Regions from separate parts of the Ovis aries genome. Here region 2 is linked to region 1. Evidence: chromatin contacts called from public Hi-C data. All regions are on one chromosome and are shown on one strand. The core of a region is the stretch at or near the end of the contact, and the rest is flanking DNA. Distances in the headings are between cores, read along the strand shown. Region 1 holds the start of TBC1D14 (TBC1 domain family member 14). Region 2 overlaps TBC1D14 (TBC1 domain family member 14).

What was found. Hi-C and Micro-C count contacts between places; a contact is called where the count stands out from the background.
Region 2: a contact with region 1 is called in a Hi-C map of tail adipose tissue, with 1.7 times the contacts expected there. The contact joins the enhancer-like site here to the promoter of TBC1D14 in region 1. A contact is called at or near these places in 7 of 16 Hi-C or Micro-C datasets (blood, hypothalamus, liver and 2 more).

The regions. Positions count from the first base shown.
Region 1 is chr6:114,108,927-114,115,721 of ARS-UI_Ramb_v3.0, reverse strand. TBC1D14 (TBC1 domain family member 14) reads right to left here and starts at 3,158. Exons shown (of 14, transcript XM_060417691.1): 1 at 3,119-3,158. It overlaps LOC121819852 (a long non-coding RNA gene), which reads left to right and starts at 1,424. Exons shown (of 4, transcript XR_006060211.1): 1 at 1,424-1,531; 2 at 6,540-6,628.
Region 2 is chr6:114,162,212-114,169,438 of ARS-UI_Ramb_v3.0, reverse strand. TBC1D14 (TBC1 domain family member 14) reads right to left here. Exons shown (of 14, transcript XM_060417691.1): 4 at 5,722-5,842. Among named protein-coding and RNA genes, the nearest start is that of TBC1D14, 53 kb to the right of the region's middle. Within about 2 kb of position 3,833, at least 1 of the 54 cell types and tissues checked has an H3K27ac peak or open chromatin away from gene starts, as enhancers often do. A contact at or near this core is called in tail adipose tissue, where this site is marked.

The DNA.
Region 1 (6,795 bases), core at 1,909-4,408:
GTTTCAAAAAGAAACTATGCAAGGGGAAAAGATAATGCAGGCTCTGCAGGCAGACTGCCTAGGTTCAAGTCTTGGCTCTTCCACTTACCAGCTGTGTGATCCTGGATTAGTCTAACTTCTCCACTAACTTTTCACCTAGCGGGAGGGGGACGACAACAGACCCTATCTCATTAGGCAGTTGACAAAGTGAGGGTGAAGAAATCCACATAAAGCTTTTAGAATCAAGCCTTAGAAGATGCCTGCTGGTGTTACTCTTCCTTGGGCACCCGGCTCAGGCGCACTATTTTAGCAACTCATTTGCATAAACAAGCCCAGACACAGCCAGTCTGCGGGGCCTCACTCCACACCTTCCGCCTGTCACCAACATCCTCCTCGCACCTTTGCTGCGGGCACTGACTGAGCCTAGCTCTCAGCTTCCCCACCTGTCCAATGAGGCGATTAGCCCAGCCAGTCTATCTGAGGTCCTTCCAACCTGACAGTCTAGAAGTCTAAACCCAAGCCTTAGAAACTTTACACCCTCCCTGAAACAAACATGAACAGACAACACATACCCACGTGCCTAAGATCCTCTCTCCCGTATTATGCCTGTTAAGATGACAAATCTCCCCTGAGGTCTCAAAGCTCCACGGGCACCCACGACATGTGGAGCGTGCATCCTCAGTGCTGAGGGCGGGGACACGGCGGCAAGAAGCTCTGACCGAGGGAGGACCGATTCCAAAACAAGCTGTTCCTCGGACAAGCTGAGTCCACTCGTAGAGGTCTTCAGCAGAGCACAAGCGAGGGCAAGCGGAGGGAAGACGGACAGGCATTCACCTGCTGCACAGATGGGAGAAGGGCCGTGGAGGAGAGTGATGGAGGAGTGGAGGGTGGAGAGGCAGAGAGAGGGTGCCGAGGGGAAGGGCAAGGACCAGCGGAGGCCAGGTGAGGCAGTGCCGATGCAGAACGTGAGAGGAGCGCTGGGGGCAGACTGCAAAAACTCAGCTTCACGAGCCCAGGGTAAGCCCAGCCAAGCAGCGCTGAGCAGGGACCTGCCAGGACTTGCTGGGACCACGAAGGACACTAACTGAGCAGCGTCTGGCCCCGAGACCTAACTATTTGAATCTCATCCATGCCTGTCTCCAGCTGTCCAGCTGCATGACCCCAAACCAATTACTGTACCTCTCTTGATGTTTCCCAAAGGGTGTATTCACTCAACAACCCTGAGTCCCAAGAGCACGGGCAGGTTCTCACTAGGACTGGAAATCAGGGGCTGGGAGTCCACAGTCTCAAGGGATCAAACATACCACAACCAAGACAGCAGTAAGACAGTCTTAGCTGGGGGAAGGCCAGGCGGGTTGGGGGAGGAGCACCCCAGTTAAGGGGGGAGGTGTGAAGTTGAGAAGAAGTCATAGGCAAACATTAGACCCAGTTGGTCCTGGCCAGATAAACCGGGCAGGAGGAAGCAACAGCTGAAAGGTGTGCCTGGTCCATGCCAGGGACCTCACGGTGGCCAGCAGCAACCACCCCCTACAAAGGCAGCCAGGACGAAGGGGTGAGGTGCCCACATCCGCTGGACGAGGGCCCCCTCCGCCGCCAGTCTGGGCACACGCGGCAGTGCCCGGGTCCGGGTCTGAGGCTGGGGGCTGCAGCCCAAAGGCGCGGGTCTCAGAAGAAAAAGGGAGTCCCTGGCCTGGGCAACGGGGATCCCAAGAGAAAGAGGGGAGGACAAGGACATGAGAAGCAAGGGGGCGGAAGCTCCGAGGTGGAGGGGGTTCGGGGCGGGGGAGCGCCGAGGTGGATGGGGACCCGGGGCTCAGGGACTCTGAGATGCAGGGGGTCCCGGGGGGCTCCGAGGTGCGGAGTGCGGGAGGGTCCCGGGGCTCAGGGACTCCGAGGTGGAGCGGGTCCCAGGGGGCTCTGAGGTGGAGGGGGTCCCGGGGCTCAGGGACTCAGGTGGAGGGGGTCCTGGGGGTCAGGGACAGTGAGGTGGAGGGGATTCCGGGGGGCTCCGAGGTTGGGGGGCCGGGGCTCAGGGACCCTGAGGTGGCGGGATCTCGGGGCTCAGAGACTCTGAGATGGAGAGGGTCCCGGGGCTCAGGGACCTTGAAGTGGAGGGGGTCCCGGGGCTCTCGCGGGTCGGGGGAGCGGTTCCGCGCGCCGAGCCGGCTCGTCTCCCGCCCCGGAGCCCCGCGCGTCTGAGGGTGAAAACTTTCCGTCAAGTTCCGGAAACGGTGCGGTTCGGGGCGCGCGTCTCACCAAGGAGCGGTGCTCCCCGCGCCCCACGCGCTCCCCCGGGCGCGGGAAAGAGCGGCGGCCGCGCAGCGCCGAGGGGGCAGGCCAGGCAGGACGCGCCCGGCCGCGCCTCAGGGCCGCCGCCTCCCCGCTCCGGCCGACGCGGCAGCAGGTGGCAGCGGCCCCGCGCGCGGCCCGGCCCCTTCCCTCCCTCGCGGCCCGGCTCCCGCCGCAGGCCCTCAGTACCGGAGTCAGCGTGGCTCCGACGCCATCCCCGGGGCCCGCGGGCCCGCAGCCCAGGCCCCGCGGGACCCGCAACGTGCGCGGCGAAGACGCTGGGCGCTGCAGGCGGCGAGCCGACCAGGCAGGTGCCGGCAAGGAGCCCGCGGCCAACGGCGGCGCGCGCCCCCGCCCCGCCCCGCGCGCCCTCGCCCCGCCCACGCGCGCCTTCACCCCGCCCGCGCGCGTCCTCGCCCCGCCCCGCGCGCCCCCGCCCCGCCCACGCGCGCCTTCACCCCGCCCCGCGCCCCCGCCCCGCCCCGCCCCGCCCCGCGCGCCCTCGCCCCGCCCGCGCGCGCCTTCACCCCGCCCCGCGCGTCCTCGCCCCGCCCCGCGCGTCCTCGCCCCGCCCCGCGCGTCCTCGCCCCGCCCCGCCCCGCCCCCTGCCGGCACAGCCGCTCTTCCGCCCGGGCTACCGCCCCACCCCCGCCGCGCCGCCGCTGCTCCTTAAGCTCGACGCTCGTCCCTCTGCCCCTTCTCCAGCCCGGTCGCCCGCTCTCTCCAGGCCCCGGGACGGCATTGCCCGCCCTTTTCTCTCCCGAAGGCCAAAAAGGGCCGCGAGGGGAGGCCTGAGGGAATCCTCATGCCCTCAGAGCCCCCGTGGACACCCACCAGGGGGCCTCCTTACCTGGTCGGCTCCACCCGCGGCCATCTTGGAAGTGGGAAGCGGCTGGGAGGGGGAAGGGGCACGAGCGGGCAGCGACCAGGCGTGGGGAGCCGAGCGGCGGAGCGCATCGATGGGTGGCCCTGCCCACCCCGAGCAGGTGTGTGGGAGAGGAAGGTCCCGCCCCCCACCTGCCCGCAAGCTGGAGGCCAGCTGGGCAAGATCGGAGCTCCGGCCTGGAACATGGAGCCTTGAGCATATCGCTTTGAGGCTTTCCCGGCCGGGCCTTGTCTCTTCATCCGTAAAACGGGCTTTTCTGACAGTTCTCTTATTGAGCCGGTAGACAGGGCACAGCGCCGCTCCTCCCCAAACTTGTCTGCACTTCTCTATCACCTGAAGATCTTTGAAAAATTTAAAGGCTAGGCCACGCCTCAGACCAACTAAATCACAGTCTCTGGAGGTAAGATACTGTTTTGAAAGCTGCGTAATGTGCAGACAAGTTTAGGAACCGCTGGCCTAGTGTTCATTGCATTATTTCCGTCAGTATTGCAGAATCTAGAGACACGATCTGTGATCAGAACTGTCACGCAGGACTTCCCTGGCGGTACAGTGCTTAAGACCTGCCACTTTCACTGCAGTGGCGCAGGTTGGATCCCTGGTGGGGCTTCCACATGCAGGCGCCTTCCCCCGCCCCCCCCCAAAAAAAACAGTGGGTAGAGAGTGGACAAACCTAGACAGCATATTAAACAGCAGAGGCATTAAACTTTGCCAACAAAGGTCCATCTAGTCAAAACTGGTATTTCCGGTAGTCATGTATGGATATGAGAGTTGGACAAGAAGGCTGAGCACTGAATTGATGCTTTCGAACTGTGGTGCTAGCGAAGATCTTGAGTCCCTTGGACTGTAAGGAGGTCCAACCAGTCCATCCTAAAGGAAATCAATCCTGAATATTCATTGGAAGGACTGATGCTGAAGCTGAAGCACCAATACTTTGGCCACCTGATGTGAAGAGCTGACTCATTAGAAAAGACCCTGATTTGGGGAAAGATTGAAGGCAGGAGATGGGGGTGACAGAGGAGATGTTTGGATGGCATCACTGGCTCAATGGACATGAGTTTGAGCAAGCTCTAGGAGATGGTGAAGGACAGGGAAGCCTGGCTTGCTGCAGTCCATGGGGTCGCAAAGAGTTGCACACAACTGAGCAACTGAACAACAAAGAGTGAAAGATGAAGTCGCCTGCCCAAGGTCCAGGGCTGGTCAGTAGCTGAGAGGAGTCAGAGGCCAGATGCCCCACCTCTAGGATCATGCAAAGCCCCGGAATAAGAGACCTCTTGTTCACTAGTTATTGACCCGTTCCTCAACGTCCTCCAAGAATGTGGGCTGCCTGAGCCAAACTGGGCTTATCTTGTTTACTGGTATGTTCCCTGAGCCTACAAGACTTCAGAGATTGGGAGCTGGAAGGCCTGGGTTCCAAGCGAGGCTTGGCGCCTGACTGCCAGGAGTGCTGAGGGCTGCCCCAGGCAGAACTACCAGAGAAGAAACCTCAGAGGGACAGGAAGGGTATCCGTACATCAGAACATCTGGAGGCGTACGGTGAAGATTAATTTTGGCTGTAGTCATTAGTGTTGGTCCCGAGAACCCCAGGCTTGTTTCTGCTGCCTAGGTCATAGCTCTAAAAGCTCTCCGCACCTGCAGTCATGATGGCAGGAGGAGTGAGAGCTTTAGAAAGGAAATCTGTTAATAGAACACATCAGCAGCCTTCACAGTGCTGAGGGCGTAATAGAGGCTTTATAAATGGCTGCATTTCTGGATGTTTTAAGGAAAGCTAATACCAGGGCTCCTCCAAAGCCCAGTGTGCCCTCTTGAGCTTATTTTAAGAAAACACTACCAGAGAACTACCGACTTGCTCTGGGCCTGGCTTAATCCCCAATTTAATACCTCAGATTAATAAATCTGCTTTTACAGTGTTCTTTGCGACTCTCTAAATCCCTACCTGCCCTCATTCTCAGTCTTAGGGTTTTGAAAGCCCGCAACGACAGAAACCATTGTTCTAAATCCAGAGCCAAGAAAGTTGTTAGTGGTCCAAGGACTTGTGTTGGGCGCCCTCTATTGCCTGTTCCTCCCTCTCTTGCCACCCTGCGGCCAACCACCCCAGCCCAGAGCGCCTCCCCGGAGCCCGTGTGTCACTCACACCCTCTGTGATTTGACCCCCCGTCTCACCCCTTGTCACCAGCACCCACAAGCATTCTAGACAAATCCTCATTGCAGTTTCAGTCTAAGAATTAAAAATATAGTGAGCAAGATTAGCCACGTAGTGGCAGGCACTCATGTCACTTCTCAGAACCTCACACCTCCCGGCCCCCATCTCCAATGTGGAGACAATTGGATGAGGGTGGTCAGCCCGCTGTCCCACTCTGCTGGCTCACTGCTGCCCATCGGGAGGGTGGGCAGCCATCCCAGTTACCCCTTGCAGACCTAACGCAGGGTCCCAGACTGATCCTCACCTGGTCCCACCTCTGGGGGCTGTGGAGCCGCTGCTTGACGTAGAGAAGCACCCAGCCTGCAGTTCTCTCGCCTCCTTTCCGGGCCCAGGCCTGGAGGGTGGTGGCCTGGCCTCGCTAAGCCCCGAAACCTCCCCTCCCCAACTCTCCCCATCTCCACGAGGCTCATAGCATCTCCACCTCCCGAACTGTGTGGTGATTAAATGTAAAACAGCTGTCTGGCCTTGTTGGTTTCTGGCATGTTTGGGGAGTTCTTGGCGCCTTCCTAGCAGTATAATGTATATAGAAAGTGTGTTGGTCAAACTGCCAAGGTGAGGAGAGATGCCGAGACCACCCCCCTCCAGAGGCCCCACGGAGGGAATTCTTTCTCCAAGCCCGGCCTCTGAACCTCCCCAGACTTGCTCAGCAGGAGTGGGAAGCCCTTCCCAGAGTGTCTGATACCCACGGAAACCAGGCCTGAGCCCACTCTGTGCCAGCCTTCTGGGCTCCGGGAGCACCAGAGGAGTCCACAGCCCACGATTCCTGCCCCACAGAGCCCCAGGGCCGGACCGACGTGGCAACTCGTAAATGCAGCCATGTCCCCTTGCCAAGAAAATGGTAACTAACCACGTGCAGACCCCAGAAAGGTCACAAGGAGGGTCTCAGAGCTGGCAGGACCCCTATGAGTCCTCAAGCCCACCCCTCTCATTATTCAGCGGGGAATCTGAGGCTCAGAGAGAGATGTGCAGAGGAGCCCGAGTTCAGGTGGGCACCGGACCCAGGCTAGCAGCCCTGCCCTGCCAAACTGCCCTGGCATCGCTTCTCAGGAGGTGTGGGGATCCCGCCTCCCAAACGCATATTTTACCCTGACTTCCCCAGCACCCCTCCCCAAAAGTGAGCTCCTTAATGCTTGTTGAATGGGTGAATAAGACTTTCTCATACTTGCACTCCTGTGAGCCCTCCAGGTAGCCTGTGCCGTGCCTGCAGTTTCACCCTCTCACCATACCTGCCAGGTGAGCCCCACACCTGCTGAGCTGGCACACCTAATTCACAGGTGAGGAAACGCACTGGGAAGTGAGGCCGCTCAGCCCGGGTCTCTCCACTCGCCCCCCACTCTCCAGAAGCTCCAGCCCACTTGGTAGCCCCCCCTCCCACCCTCCTTGCCCAGAAACAGCTTCCAGTCAGGGCCACTGATGGTGGGGGGCAGGGTGTGAATGAAAG
Region 2 (7,227 bases), core at 2,584-5,083, 53 kb before region 1:
TCCTGAATATTCACTGGAAGGACTGATGCTTAAGCTGAAGCTCCAATATTTTCACCACCTGATGCGAAGAGCCAACTCATTGGAAAAGACCCGGATGTGGGGAAGATGAAGAGGAGCAGGGAAAGAAGAGGTGGTCAGAGAACGAGATGGTTGGATGGCATCACTGACTCAATGGACATGAGTCTGAGCAAACTCCGGGTGATGTGAAGGACAGGGGAGCCTGACGCACTGCAGGCCATGGGGTTGCAAAGAGTCAGACTCGACTCAGGGACTGAACAACGAGAAGTTCTTTCCTTTCAGCGCTTTAAAAAATGCTGTTTCACTTCCTGGTGGCCTCCTCGGTTTCTGATGGGAAAAGCAAGTCATCCAAACTGCCCCTCCCCAGTAAGTGATATACTTTCTCTGGCTGCTTCTAAGATTTTTTTTCTTTGTCTACATTTCCAGCAGCATGGTTATGAAATGTCTGGGCACTGACTTTGTGAGTTCATCCTGTCTGGAGCTCACTGAGCCTCCTGGTCTCCCGAATCTGTAGGTTTATATCTTTTGCAAGATTTGAGACACAATCAGCCCTTACTTATACTACCCTGTGTCAAGCTGGGGATACCAGAGGATGCAGAGAGTGGTGAGTGTGGCCTGTTCAGCAGAGCTTCCAGTCTTCCTCTCCAAACCACCTGCTACTACTTCCTTTCTAGAACCCCACACCACTGCTCCAGGTACTACGTTTCTGTTCGAGTGGTATGGCTCCCTTCACTGGGAGAGACACTTTGGAGTGTGCTTCGTTCTTCTTATCCGTAACTGAGACCTGATCTTTTTTGTAAACTAGTTCAAACTCATTTTCCAAATGCATAAGGGATTATAAGAATGAAGAAAGGTTTCCTTTTAAAATGAAATTAAATTGTTTTAGAATATACTTGTAGGCCAGCCGCCAGTTACCTGCAGTGAGTACTCAAGGCTTTTCCTTTCTGCAGTTTATGACCATTCATGATTTCCTGAGAACCCAGAGGTGAGAATGAATGTCACTTTCAAGTTGTCCTGGTTTTGCTTTCTTCTGGGATTCTCTCTTTAGCATCTAAGAGCTGACTTGAAATTCCAGAAGGCCACCGAAGATATCCCAGGTTATACGAACCCCAACACAGGTACTCGTGTTTGCTCCCCTGACAGTTCTGTCCAGGACGGTGAAGCCTGCAAGCTTGCCCCCTCTGCTGCTGTCTTTGCCACAAGCAGCGTCTGCCTCAGAGCCCACCCAGGACTGAAGCCTGCTGCTCAGCCTCACTTTCTGACAACACTGACAGTCCCTCACATCTGTGTACACAGCGCGAGGCCTCAAAGAGTCACAGACTCTGTTGTGAAGCATCATCCCAGGGGTTCACAGTCTGGAGTCCCTCTGACGTGTACTCAAATTACAAAGACTCGCTATCACTCTTCAAATGGTCTTTTCTTTAAAGAAAAGAGAAGCACAGCACATGGAAAAATACTGAAAGGAAAAACACCAAAATACAAACAGTCATCATTTGGGGGCAGTAAGATTCCAAGTGTTATTTTTATTTCCTAATATTCTTATACATCTTCTATACATTACTATAACCAAGTCAAAGAGTTAGTCACTGAAGTGAAAGTGAAGTTGCTTAGCCGTGCCCAACTCTTTGGGACCCCATGGACTGTAGCCTACCAGGTTCCTCTGTCCCTGGGATTCTCCAGGCAAGAATACTGGAGTGGGATGCCATTGCCTTCTCCAGGAGATCTTCCCGACCCAGGGATTGAGCCCGGGTCTCCTGCATTGCAGGCAGACGCTTTACCGTCTGAGCCACCAGGGAAGTCATGAGTCGTGTCTGGCTCTTTGGGACCCCATGGACTGTAGCCCACCAGCCTCCTCTATCTATGGAATCTTCTAGGCAAGAATACTGGAGTGGGGTGCCATTCCCTTCTCCAGGGGATCTTCCCAATGCAGAGACTGACCTGGGCCTCCCACACTGCAGGCGGATTCTTTACCGTCTGAGCCACCGAGGAAGCCCATAACCAGGTGAGCGTGACTAGCTTATCTAAAGGCATCCATTCCCCATTCCCCAAAACATGAGCAACTAGGAGACCACTTGCCACAGCCACCTCTGCCAGCTACGCCAGGAACACCTCTTTAGTAAGACTCTGTCCATGCGAATTCACTGGAGCAGAGGTTCAGAATTTTCCAGCAAATCACTACTTCTCAAACCTGACTGCACATCAGATTTGCCCCACCCACAGCATATAAAGACAAACAAAACACCTGTCAGGCTGGAAGGGCAGTGTCAGGAAGAGAAGTCCAGCAGTTCTAAAGCTGACCAGAAAGGCTGTCATCTACGAAAACGGGGGAAGCTGCAAAGGGCACAGGTCTGACAGATCAGAAATAAAGAAAATCAGAGTTCAGCTTTGGTGCTTGTTCATCAGGGAAGGCCTACCAGACCTCCAGAGGGAGCTGTCGGGTAGGCAGCGGGAGGCCCATGTGTGAGGCAGAGCGGGGACCCAAACCCAGCAAGTCTGACTCCAAAGTCCATGTTTTTAAATCGCCACAAGAGGCCACTTCTACTCAGGTTACAAAATATTCCCAAAGAGAAAGGGGAAAGGAATTAAGAGTCTAACAAAGGTCCGTCTAGTCAAGGCTACGGTTTTTCCTGTGGTCATGTATGGATGTGAGGGTTGGACTGTGAAGAAGGCTGAGTGCCTAAGAATTGATGCCTTTGAACTGTAGTGTTGGAGAAGACTCTTGAGAGTCCCTTGGACTGCAAAGAGATCCAACCAGTCCATTCTGAAGGAGATCAGCCCTGAGATTTCTTTGGAAGGAATGATGCTAAAGCTGAAACTCCAGTACTTTGGCCACCTCATGCGAAGAGTTAACTCATTGGAAAAGACTCTGATGCTGGGAGGGATTGGGGGCAGGAGGAGAAGAGGACGACAGAGGATGAGATGGCTGGATGGCATCACTAACTCGATGGACGTGAGTCTGAGTGACTCCAGGAGTTGGTGATGGACAGGGAGGCCTGGCATGCTGCGGTTCATAGGGTCGCAAAGAGTCGGACACGACTGAGCTGAACTGAAATATCTTAATTATGTTTTAGCCCTAACTAGAGCTACTGCTACCATCTGGGATCACCAGTCTGGACACTCAGGCCCCAGGGACGGGCCCTCTGAATTGGGGAGGGGAGGCTGGGAGAACTGACGGCTTGGATAGCAGCCAGCTCCGGCCTGTGCCCAGGATATTCCTCCCAGCTCGGGGGAGGCCCCAGGGTGAGGGATGGGCGGCCCAGACACAAAGCTGGAGCAAACAGGACGGAGGCAGGGCTGTATGAGGCATGCAGGCACCATCACATCCTGCATTACTGATGCTCAGAGCCAGATGGCCCTCTCCTCTGCAGTATCATGCTACTACAGAATTAACTGACCTGGCCACTTCAGTTCACAGAAGCCCTCTAAGAACATAGTCCACATTCGCCTTTAAAAAAGGGGGGTACGACAAAGATAACAAAGAAACTCAAGCATGATGCAAGTGGCATTAAGAGCCACGGGAACATCTACGCAGCAAAATGTACATAAAAAGTATAACTTTTTAGAAAAGCACAGATTTCTTCAAAAATTCTGTAACAGCTTAGCTACTGAGTTTCCTAAGAAACGGCAGAGCTGATCTCTGCATGTGAATATACATTTTAATTGTGTGTTATTTTAACAGCCTACACAATAAGTAATCCACATTCAAAATGTAACAGTCTCTAAAAATGAATTTCAACACTGATTTATTTCGCAATTCTCCTGGGTCCCAACAACTGCTGTAAGGAACATTACACACCGTTCGAAACACTATGAATTTGCCGAAACATAAACAATGAAATCTGGACAAAGCCAGTCTGTGGTCTGAGCCAGAGCCCCACACAGTGCACCCCTGGACCTAACACATCTATACTTGGAGGGGCCACATGACTTGGCAGTCCCACTACTTCCACGGGCACTGAGACAGACCCCCTTCTCTCACCGGGACAAGTCCAAGTGCCACACGCTTGCCAGGGGGCCTCATCATTCCCTGCATGCGTAAAGCCCTTGGTGGGGGGCTCCCCACAGCCTCGAGGTTAGGGGCAGGCTCCAAGCCCATCACGTCCCACCACGAGGACGGCCCGCCCCTGTTCCCTGGGCTCCCACTGCACGAAGCCCGGGGCCCGGGCCGCCTGGCAACTGCCCCCCTGCGTGTCCTGCAGAGGAAGAGCCGCGGTGAGGGCCCTGGCAGCCGCAGGCCGGGGCCGCCCTCCAGCCCCTCTGCCCTCCAGCTGCGCACTCGCTCGGTCTGCTCCAGGGCTCCTCTGGTAAAACGAAGACAGCATCGAACTTCTTCATGAGGTTGTGGCGAGTTTTAAATGAACTAGAAACCCAAATGATGACTCATTTAACCCCAGCGTGTGTTCCCTATGGCGGCCCTGCCTCCCTCTCAGTGGCCCTGCCCTGAAATCCTTTGCGCACCAGAGGGGTGCTCTGGAGCCTGGGGGCAGTGCCATTTCTCTAACTCCAGAGCCATGCACGAGGCTGGCTCTTAGAGAAGTGTCTACTGAACAAGTGTCAGTGGATAAGAAACCAAGGTTCAGGCGGGGTTGGGGGGCCAGCTACTGGCGGTGCCACGGCACTGGGCAAACGCCCCACTGTCAGGACGGCTGGGGCTTGGGGCCAAGCAGAAGATGCAAGTGGTCACAGTTGGGGCGGCTGAGGCCACAAACAGCCCCCGGCCTTGCTGAGTCTATGCTTGAGCTCTCTCCCTGGAAGGATGAGCGCCTGCCTCCAGGGCTGGCACCCTCCCTGCCGTGGGGGGCAAAGGAGCCCACGGTGGTGAGACACCACAGGCCTGGTCTGACCCTGAACCCCACCCTCTCCCCCAGGACAGGTGGGCAGCCTCCACCAGCGAGGGGAAGGGGGTCACATGGCAGCCTGGGTAACGAAGGCCCCAGCTGCCCTGCTCCTAGGCGGCACAGGAATGGGTAAGTCCCAAGAAGGGAGAATTATTTAATACCAGACACAATTAAAAAGTTTGATCACATTTATAACTCTTATTGGAAAAAAACTGATTAAATTTAATCAAGTTCTAAACAGCCTGAGTGTTCACTGGAAGGACTGATGCTGAAGCTGAAACTTCAATACTTTGGCCACCTCATGCGAAGAGTTGACTCATTGGAAAAGACCCTGATGCTGGGAGGGATTGGGGGCAGGAGGAGAAGGGAACAACAGAGGATGAGATGGCTGGATGGCATCACCGACTCGATGGACATGGGTGCGGGTGGATTCCGGGAGTTGGTGATGGACAGGGAGGCCTGGCGTGCTGCGATTCATGGGGTCGCAGAGAGTCGGACACGACTGAGCGACCGAACTGAACTGAACTGAAACAGCTAAAGCCCTTGGGATCAGGAAGGGAGAATTTTTTAATATCAAATACAATTAATAAAAATTTGATCACATTTGTAACTCTTATTGGGAAAAAACTGATTAAATTTAATCAAGTTCTAAAGTCCAGCCGTCTCAACTCTCCCATGTGCGCATACAAGCTGTAAGAAAAAAGTTGAAGTCACCCACGTTCTGAAGACAGAGTTAAATAGCAGGTACTTAGTATGCAAGTTAAAACAAAGATTTCCAATTTCAAAGCCTTAATAATGGGCATTTATGCAAGGCTCATAAACGGATGCTGTACCCCATATTTCTGCGTCTTTGTATCTTGTATACCTTTTGCAACTTCTTTGAATCTCTCTGAGCATTGTCTCCGAGCGGTACTTTTCCAAATAACTTCCATCCCAAGTCATTTTGTTTGTCAAGTCTTGCATTCTGTTTCCTAGCAAGCAAATTCCTGTAATAAGAAAATGAAAGAGTTAGGGCATTGCTGGATACTTACAGAAACACAAGGACCGCTGAATAACTCTAGTGAAAACAGGCAGACTTTCCTCTGAGAGATCAATGTGCTGAATCACAGACTTTAATTCTGCAGACTGGATTTTCATGTGGACACGGAATTATGAAGCAGGTGAAAAGCTCTTGAACCACAACAAGTAAGCTTTTTGTAGTTCAATGAAAATATGTACAAGTTCTATCATCGAGAGTAAGGATATGCATTACAGCGTAACAAAGCATATCCGGAAAAAGTGAGCTTTGAAGTCAGACCAAACTGCACTGAAACCCTGGCTCAGTCACTCACTAGCTGTGTGACTCTGATCTGTACATTAACCTCTCTGAGACTCAGTTTCCTTATGTTTAACAAGGGTCACTATATGAATTAAAAGTTACAGGTACATGATCAGTGCTCAAAGGATAACAGCTGCTTTAGCCCTGAACCTCTAAGTTAAATTATCTATAAGGTAAATCTATATTATCTATTTATAAAGTCTTCATGTATCATAAAAAGAAAGCCACTCATGAGATAGCCACCTGATCTTCTCTCCCAACAACATGTAAACAAACCCGAATAACAAATAAATTCTCAATGGTGCTACAAAATAAAGTGTTTTGGAACGCACTGCATTGGTTCATTCATTGAAAATGAAAGGTTTCTAGGTCTCACTGGGAAGTTTAAGATAAGCATGAAGCATCTTGTGTGCTAGAAAGAAGGTGCTCAAAGAAATACTGCAACAGGTTTAACAGAAACAGTACCCGGCTTGAAAGGGCTCTTGCTGACTAAATCTGGAATGCAATCATCAAAATACATAATGAGAACAAGGGATTATAACCCATCCAATAAAAAAAGAAATCCATGAGCCCAAATGGATATGGATACAAACAGGAAAATGAATCCACGAGTGAAGGTGGAAGGAAAATTCTTAGAATGCCCCAGATAAGTATTCTTTCCTGAGAAATCCTACTGACAGAGGAGCCTGGCGGGCTACAGTCCCGGGGTCGCAGAGAGTCGCACATGACTTAGCAACTAAACAGCAGCAGTAAGCAGAGAAAGCCTCATGGGCTTACGGATTAGTCAGTGGATGCTAAAACTAGTAGGTGGAAGCTGGAAGAAGAAAAGCATCGTTACACAGTTTGAAAGCATCTCCCACAAATTATTAGTTAATTACAAAGAAAATGAATTAACTTCACAGTGGAGACACCTCACTAGCCAAGTGATCACAGTGGGCATCCTCACCGTCAGGATGGAGAGCACAGGTCACCTCCTCTGATGCTTAGAACACCACACCAGGTTGATCGTAGCTGCCAAAAAACGCATCACCTGAATATCACCATGAGGAAACA